Linked DNA regions of Mus musculus: region 1 is linked to region 2. A link is a contact called in public Hi-C data. All regions are on one chromosome and are shown on one strand. Each heading gives the region's core, a stretch centred on a gene start, on an enhancer-like site or on the middle of the called end of the contact. The rest is flanking DNA. Distances are from core to core; before and after follow the strand shown.

Region 1 (3,824 bases), core at 485-2,984, 83 kb after region 2:
CCAGCCTGGTCTACAAAGTGAATTCCAGGACAGCTGGGGCAACACAGAAAAACACCCAAGGCATAAATATCTTGACATTCAAGGCCAACCTGGGCTACATAATGAGTTCATAGCCAACCTGAGCTATGTAGCAAGACACCCCCCCAAAAAAAAGGCCATATGTAAATATTATAAACATAAAAATTATACTCTGTACTTGTCTATATGTTTTCTATTTTTTGACTGAGCATAAAAAGATCACATCAGATCTAGAAGTTAGAGTTGAGCGCGCTTTCTCATGACTTGATTTTTCAGCTTAAAAGCTCTCCACACTTTGAGTTGTGAGCGGCATCCTTTGCCTCCCAGCTTGGTTCTGGTTCATCTGACTAAATGTGGCACCCCATAGGATCATGGGGTCCAGGCTTACGCTGCACACAATGTCAGCTGAGCTGCTTGTTCCCTTAGTGAAAGGGAATGTGTACAAAATGTGAGAAAACATTACTTTTTTAGCACATTAAAAAAAATATTAGTGCTAGAGAAATGGCTCAACAGTGAAAAGCATAGACTGCTCTTTCAGAGGACCTGAGGTCGGTCACAGACACACACAGACACAGACACACACACACACACACACACACACACACACACGTCCCTGTTTTGTTATTTTAATTCATTAGCAAAGCAGACATTTCATATTTTGGCCAGATGGCTTTTTAAGGAATCATCTTTTAAAGGTTAACCATAGAGCAACTGCCAGCTACATGATATGTGTTCAATACATGGTTTGTTTCTTGTTTTTGAAGACTGTGCTCTCCCAGACAAAAGACAACTTTGGTCGTTTAAAACAGCAGTCGACAAGAACGGCTTCTGATTGCTTCTCTTCTCGGTGCACGGGAGAAGTCATTATCAGAGATGGGAAGTTGGAGGAAAGAGCCAGAAGTATGACAGCACCGGTATTGTTGAGAGCAGATTGTGATTGTGTCGGTGTTATTGCGATGCACACTCCTGTGAGGGATTTATCGCTAGACCGGATTAGAGCTGTGTTGTTAATGTAATGAAGGATTGATTGGCCCAGAGCCCTCACCTCCCCCTGAGCCAACCTCTGAAGCACGGCTCCTGCCCTTTCAGCAGCGTCCCCAGCTCACAAATGCAATCCAGTAACAGACCCTAATCTCAAACCCCAGACAACTTTCCTAACAACACACCTCCCTATCACTTGCCAGCAGTGTCCTGTTCTCCTCAACATTCCCCCAAAAGCCCTCAAACCAGGGAGCTTTCGGGGAGTTAAAAAGGGAAATGCAGGATTGCCTGGCTCTATTGGTATTTTTCATATCTTAGTCAACTTGAATCAGAACCAGGACAGAATCCCTACAACTCTTGCTCCTGAGATTCGCTAGTTCTTCCCACTGCTCTGACTGCTTGCCTCTGGGCTGTGTGAGCGGCAGCTGATCACCTCTTGGTGTGTTTAGAGCTGTTCTTGCCCTAGACAGTCTAAGCGGTAATCGACACTGCCATGTGGTTGTAGAACCCATGAGTTGGGGTTAGGCTCCCGTTGGACAGCAGGAATCAGGCAGAACTGTGAATGCTCTACCCAAAAAAGGAAAAGAAAACTCCAAGGAACACCCTTGGCCTTAAGGGAGAAGTTCAGATGGATACTGAACTTGTATTGGAGTCTCAGCTCCTCCTTTGCCCATAGGTTTGGCTCAGATAAGTAACTTAGACATAGAGGGGTTTGTGGTTCTCTTCAAAACTGAAAGCAATTCTGTTTTCTCAGAATTGTGTGTGTGTGGCGTGGTCGATGTCCCAGCTCCAGGTTAACCAAACCTCAATAATATCCTTTCTGACTCGGGCTCCTGAAGCATTTTAAGATGTTGCCTATTTAGCCGCACAACAGCAAATGGTACAAAGGATGTATATTCTCTAGGATAATGGTTAACAAATAAGGGGAAACTGGAGTCTAGAAGAGATGCTGTAACACCCTTCTCTGACCAGTCCACATATCTTAGATTTCTGTAGGAGATAGACTTTCCCCCTCTGGTGCTGGGAACTGGATTTAGGGTCCCACACAGGTTAGGCAAGCATACTGCCACCAAGATATTTTCTAGTTATTCCCAGCCCGCCATCCCATTTTTGCTAGGTCTCATGTAGTCCAGTCTAGCCTGGAACTCATTACATAGCTGAAGATGACCTTGAACTGCTGGCCCTCCTGCCTCTTAAAGGCTAAGGGTACAGGCGTGCACCACCACACATGGTTTCTGTAGAGTTAGGAATCAAACCTAAGACTTGAGGCCTGCCAGGCAAGCACTCTACCAGCCGAGCTACATCCCCAGCCCTGAAGCATCTTATTTTGTGAGTGGAAAACAGAATGCATACTACCATCTCAGCTGTCTCAGAATTTGCTGCTAAATTCGGAATCAACTTTTACGAAGGTTATTGCAGATGATAATAAATGAAGTTCTTCTGGGATGCCCAAAAGTTATCTTTTTCGAGTTCACCGCAGGGCCCACTGATGGTCCAACTGGGCTCTGAGTGATTAGCACCTTTGGGAAAGAGCCTGCCTGGTTGCTGTTCACCTTGTTTGTTAGTCTGTAATGTATTTCAGTGTGCAGAGTTGTATTATATAAACAATAATTTTTCATTATTATAATAACATTTTCCCATAATTGCAAAAATATTTCTGACCTGAGTTTATTCTTGTCATGGCCGTGTGAGCAAGCAGAGTCTTGCTTGCCTGTGAAATATATTAATAATATATTAATTAGCTTCCCCGCACTGCCCAAACAAGGAGCAGGAAAGATTTATCTAAATCATGAGAACTGAAATGAAGCCAACACTTTATTAATTATAGTTTAAGGGACAGCCTCAGAATTTAAGTAGCACAGCAAAATTCAGACCTAACTTTTGAGAGGAGATAACAGAAAATACCACTCAATTAACAAAACACTTATTTAGCATCTAGCAGGGGAAAATTCTGGAAGGTCAAAGAGGTTGAGACATAAAATTGGCCAATTTCATTTTATGGTCATAGTTAAAAGGCAATAGAAGGCAAGGTCATAGAAGTGTTTTGATTTACTGTCAATTAACCTCAACATATCGGGTTGAGCTGTATGAAATTGATAAAAATCTGACTAATTTTTAGCGCCCCTAAAGTGGCCACTTGCTAGGATTCGACCTTATACAAAGGTACTTTTGGCATAGTATCCCAGCACCTAAAACACAATGCTCCTTTCATTTCCTTTATGTATCTTTATACCAAATGCTTCATCACTGGCTGAAGCATCCATTGTGAGAATGGCTTCTGCTAGGTGACTCCAGGTCAGGGATTTGGTTCTTGCTGTTTTATATCTCGTCCGCCCCGAGTCATTAATAGCATACACCTTGCAGTTTTAAAGTTTCTCGTTACATTAGACCCATCTCTTGATTCTACTTAAGAGTCATCAACCCCTACCACCTGCCTCCTGCGAGCCCTTCCCCGACTTTATTCTCCAGTGACACTTCTGTTGTTACTGTCACGCATAACCTTCACCTCCCTTCCCACTCACCGGGCAGAGGTGCTTCAAGCTCTCTTTCCCGTCTCCATTCCTTCAACCTTTACTATAGACCAAGCATCTGCTTTTAATAGGTTTGGGGATAGTCCCCCCAGCAAACATTAAATTACCTCATTAAAGATGTATACAGCCTGCTGATGCCAGCTACTGCAGCAACTAAGGAAGAACGTAACTAGTAAATAAAGTCTGTTGAGTACACTAGAAGGGGCAGGTGATGTGAAATATATCAACTGACATACAGTGAGTGGGCCAGGGGATCTCCACACGAGAGAAGTCCTTTACCGGTCAGGGTGAGTC
Region 2 (3,992 bases), core at 968-3,467:
GAAGGAGCAGGCCTTCAGAAGATCCCTGGCCTGGCCTTTGAGCTCCTCAGCTGAGGCTCAGAGGTCTATCCATCATGGGAGAGGCAAGCCATTCCCACTGTGTCTTGTCCTAATTCCTGACCCAGAGAATCCATGAACATAATAAATGGTATTTACATCACAAAAGTTAGATCAGCATGTTACCATGGAACAAAGACAGTCTAAAGAGAAGGGACTACACACGGGATGTCACAGAGCCTGTGAGTACTGGCTGCTTGGGGTAAGGGGACCTGAACGATCAGCTGGGATCAAACTATGGAAATTTCATATGACAATATGAAAAACTTAGACTTATCTCCCTGGCAGCAGAGAGCTGTTGACAGTTGTGGAGCTGGGAAGTGAAATGCTAGGATCTGCATTTTAGCAAGCCGGGGAAAGGCTGGAGAAAAGAAGGGCTTAAAAATAGGAAAAGGGTCTGGAGAGATGGCTCAGGGGATAAAGTGCTTGCTGCAAATAGAAGCAGGGTAGGCATGGAGCCTGCCTGTAATGCTAACACTCAGGTGGCAGAGACCACATCCCAGGGCAAGTAGGCTAACAAGACTAGGAATTGGGGAGCTCTGGGTTCAGGGAGAGAACCTGCCTCAGTAAAAGAAAAAAAAAGTGGACACCCACTGAGAAAGACACCTGGCATCAAACCTCTTCCACATATGAGAGGTACATATACTTGTACATATATGCCCATATATGAACACACACACACCATACAAACACATACCACACACACACACACACACACACACACACACACCACATATACCACACACACACACACACACACACACACACACACACACACACACACACACACACACCACATGCACATATATTAAAAATAACAGGAAGCACCCTCTACCTGACATGGGTTCTGGCTAAGAACCCCAGGGAGGCATTTCCTCATGTAGCATGTTCTGAAGCCTCTCTTCAGGGTGGTCTCTGATTCTCATCTATACTCTATTCCACTTGTGTCAAAGTGTTAGAGGGGAAATATATATTCAAACAAAAGCCTACCTTGCCTGCTTACTTTATACTGCAGAACCAAAACCGACCAAGGTGGCTTCCAGAGGGAAAATACTAAACTGAGATATCTTATTCCACACTCAGAAGAAAGGAGTGATCCAGGCATGAGAAGAACTTTCAAGGCAGGTTACAACCTCAAAGAAGCCAATCTTCCTTCCTTCCTTCCTTCCTTCCTTCCTTCCTTCCTTCCTTCCTTCCTTCCTTCCTATCCTTCCTTTGTTCTCTCTTCTCTTCTCTTCTCTTCTCTTCTCTTCTCTTCTCTTCTCTTCTCTTCTCTTCTCTTCTCTTCTCCCCTCCCCTCCCCTCCCCTCCTCTCTTCTCCTTTTTCTCTTTCTTTCACTTTCTTTCTCTCTCTCTCTTTCTCTCTCTCTTTCTCTTTCTGTCTTTCTTTCTCTCTTTCTCTCTTTTTCTCTCTCTCTCTCTTTCTTTCTTTCTTTCTTTCTTTCTTTCTTTCTTTCTTTCTTTCTTTCTTTCTTTCTTTCTTTCAGACAAGGTTTCTCCACGTAGCCCTGGCTGTCCTGGAACTTGTTTTTTAAACCAGGCTGGCCTTGAACTCACAGAGATCTACCTACCTCTGCCTCCCAAGTGCTGGGATTAAAGTCATGCCCCACCATGCCCATCAGGAAGCCAACCTAAAGTGGTGCCCCTTGCATGATTCTGATGCTATGACATTCTAAGAAAAGACAAACAAAAGAGGTTGGTGGCTGCTAGCACGGAGGGAGGCAGGGGTGAGTAGTGGAGCACAGAGGGACCTTGGGACAATGAGGTCACACTGTGTGGTAATAATGTATGTATGTCAGTCACGTGTTCATACCCACACACGAGTGTGGGACAAAACTACAGACTGAGAATGACCATGGTGTCAATACAGGCCTGACTGTAACAAATGTGGATAGTGACAAGCCATGTGTGTTTTGCACAGAAGCTCAGAGACACTTTGCACTTTTTGCTGAGTTCTACTGTGAATCTAAAGCTGCTCCCAAAAAGAAAGTCTATATTTGAAATGTTGGGGGGGGGGATGTTAGGCGATGTTAGAATACAAGAAAAGTTTTCCCCATTGCTCTTCCTTCGAGCTTCTAGATTTGAGCTGTTTACTTTACAGACCGTGGAAGAACACTGAGCAAGGCGGATGTGGTGACCCTCACCCTCAAGCTCAGCACCCAGTGGGCAGAGGTAGTGAGTTAGAGCCAGGATAGCATGCAATGAAAAGCTGGGGTTCTATGTAAGCCAAGGCTACACATAGTGAGACACTGTCTCAAAGATAGACAGACAGATTTAAATGTCAAGTAAGCTGTCCCTAGATTAAAGCCATTTACAACTATTATCTGTGCTAATGCCATCTCATACAACCTTTTGTTGCATTTATTAAAATTATTATTAAAATTATTCTTTTAGTTCTCACAAGAGTTTATAAGAACTATTTATAAATGTGTGCTTGCACAGAAAGTCTATGCTAACACTGTGGTTTTTCAATTTTGGGTGCTGCAGGTCTGTATGAGGAGGAACTTCGAGGTATAAGGTCTGAGAACAGGGAAAGAGAGAGCCTAAACCATGAGGAACCACCTCTGTGAGGCAGGAAAGGTCAACCAGGAGCTAGAAAGCAAAAGACAGACAAGGCACTGCTCACAGGTACTCAGGTTGCCCCACTCATATCTTGGTGATGGACAGGTCACCCCTCTGGCTGAGCAAACCTAGTGGAGGAACCTATTGCAACCAGAATGCAGCTGGGTATGCAGTGTGCACTTAGCATGCTCTCCATGAGGCCTGGGCTCTGTCTTCAGCCCCAAAGTGTATTGCAAGTTGGGACTTCATACAGAGCAATGACAGGAGGGAGGCAGACCCCAAGGGGTCCTGACAACAGCAGGTGGGACTCAACATTGTCATTTACTAGAGGTGACTTTGGTATCATTTTGTGTAATTTATCCTGTGCCCTTTCCCCCCAAGGTTTTTGAGACAGGATCTTATACTGTAGTCCAGGTTGGCTTGGATGGGGCTGGCTTTGAGTTTGTGGTAACTCTGTCTCTCCAGGATTGCAAATGTGAGCTACCACACCCAGCTTTCCCCTGTGCCCTTTTCTAAAGTTAATGATTCAGGAGCTGTCTGACCGAGCTGTGGGACTGGCGCTCTTCATTCTGCTCCTTCACATTTCCACTTAATGCCTGCTCTAGTCGGGTCTCATTCATTAGGCTTCATCAGAAATAAGTCTCACTAAAAAACATACTAAAATTGGGCTGCAGAGAGGGCTGCTCTCGCAGAGGACCTGGGCTCAATAGTCAGCACCCACATGGTGGCTTACAGCCGTCTATAATTCCAGATATCCAGGATCTAACACCCTCTTCTGGCCTCCGTGTCACAGGGTACATATGTGGTGCACAAACATATATGCAGACAAGATACTTAGACATATGAAAATAATAAAAAAATCTTTTTTAAGAACAGAAAATTAGTTCTACTCTTTAAAACTTTCAAAGAAAAGTGTAAGGCTAGCAATTAATTTTTAAACAAAGTGAAATAGAAGAGAAAGAAATCAGAATCCCAGAAGCAGGTGACCAACAAAATGGGAGTCAAAGGCCACATATGGGCTGGATTTATCATGCCAGTCCTGCTGCTGATGACCAATGATAAACAAAGCCAAGCATTGCTATATTTCAAAATCAAATCTTGTATTTGTGTAACCTTTCCTTCAAGTGCATCTCACTTCTATTTCTGAAGAAAATTTCATCTGTAGCCAAATTACCTGTGTCCCAGAGATTGCAGATTTCCGCTTCCCCTTCTGACAGCCAGGAAGCAGGAGAGGTAAAGGAAGGAGGTAACCTTGTCACAGGTTGCTTCGGATGCTCATAGGAGTACAACAGTGTTAGGTCCTGACAGAAACAAGAGAGGGCACAGTCACTGGAAAACAAAAACTGCACCAGAGAGGTGGGTCAGCCATTGAG

Evidence for each region. A called contact is a pair of places that touch in the nucleus more often than the background predicts.
Region 1: a contact with region 2 is called in a Hi-C map of CD8 T cells, with 5 times the contacts expected there. The contact joins two enhancer-like sites. A contact is called at or near these places in 3 of 484 Hi-C or Micro-C datasets (CD8 T cells, bone marrow-derived macrophages and nephron progenitors), 1 of 115 datasets of contacts at active chromatin or transcription factors (memory CD8 T cells) and 1 of 9 other capture datasets (embryonic stem cells).

The regions. Positions count from the first base shown.
Region 1 is chr15:80,589,122-80,592,945 of GRCm38.p6, forward strand. All of the region lies in intron 1 of Grap2 (GRB2-related adaptor protein 2), which reads left to right. Among named protein-coding and RNA genes, the nearest start is that of Grap2, 18 kb to the left of the region's middle. Within about 2 kb of position 1,735, at least 21 of the 459 cell types and tissues checked have an H3K27ac peak or open chromatin away from gene starts, as enhancers often do. A contact at or near this core is called in CD8 T cells, where this site is marked.
Region 2 is chr15:80,505,389-80,509,380 of GRCm38.p6, forward strand. It overlaps Enthd1 (ENTH domain containing 1), which reads right to left. Exons shown (of 6, transcript NM_001163189.1): 4 at 3,794-3,920. Among named protein-coding and RNA genes, the nearest start is that of Gm23220, 49 kb to the left of the region's middle. Within about 2 kb of position 2,218, at least 5 of the 459 cell types and tissues checked have an H3K27ac peak or open chromatin away from gene starts, as enhancers often do. A contact at or near this core is called in CD8 T cells, where this site is marked.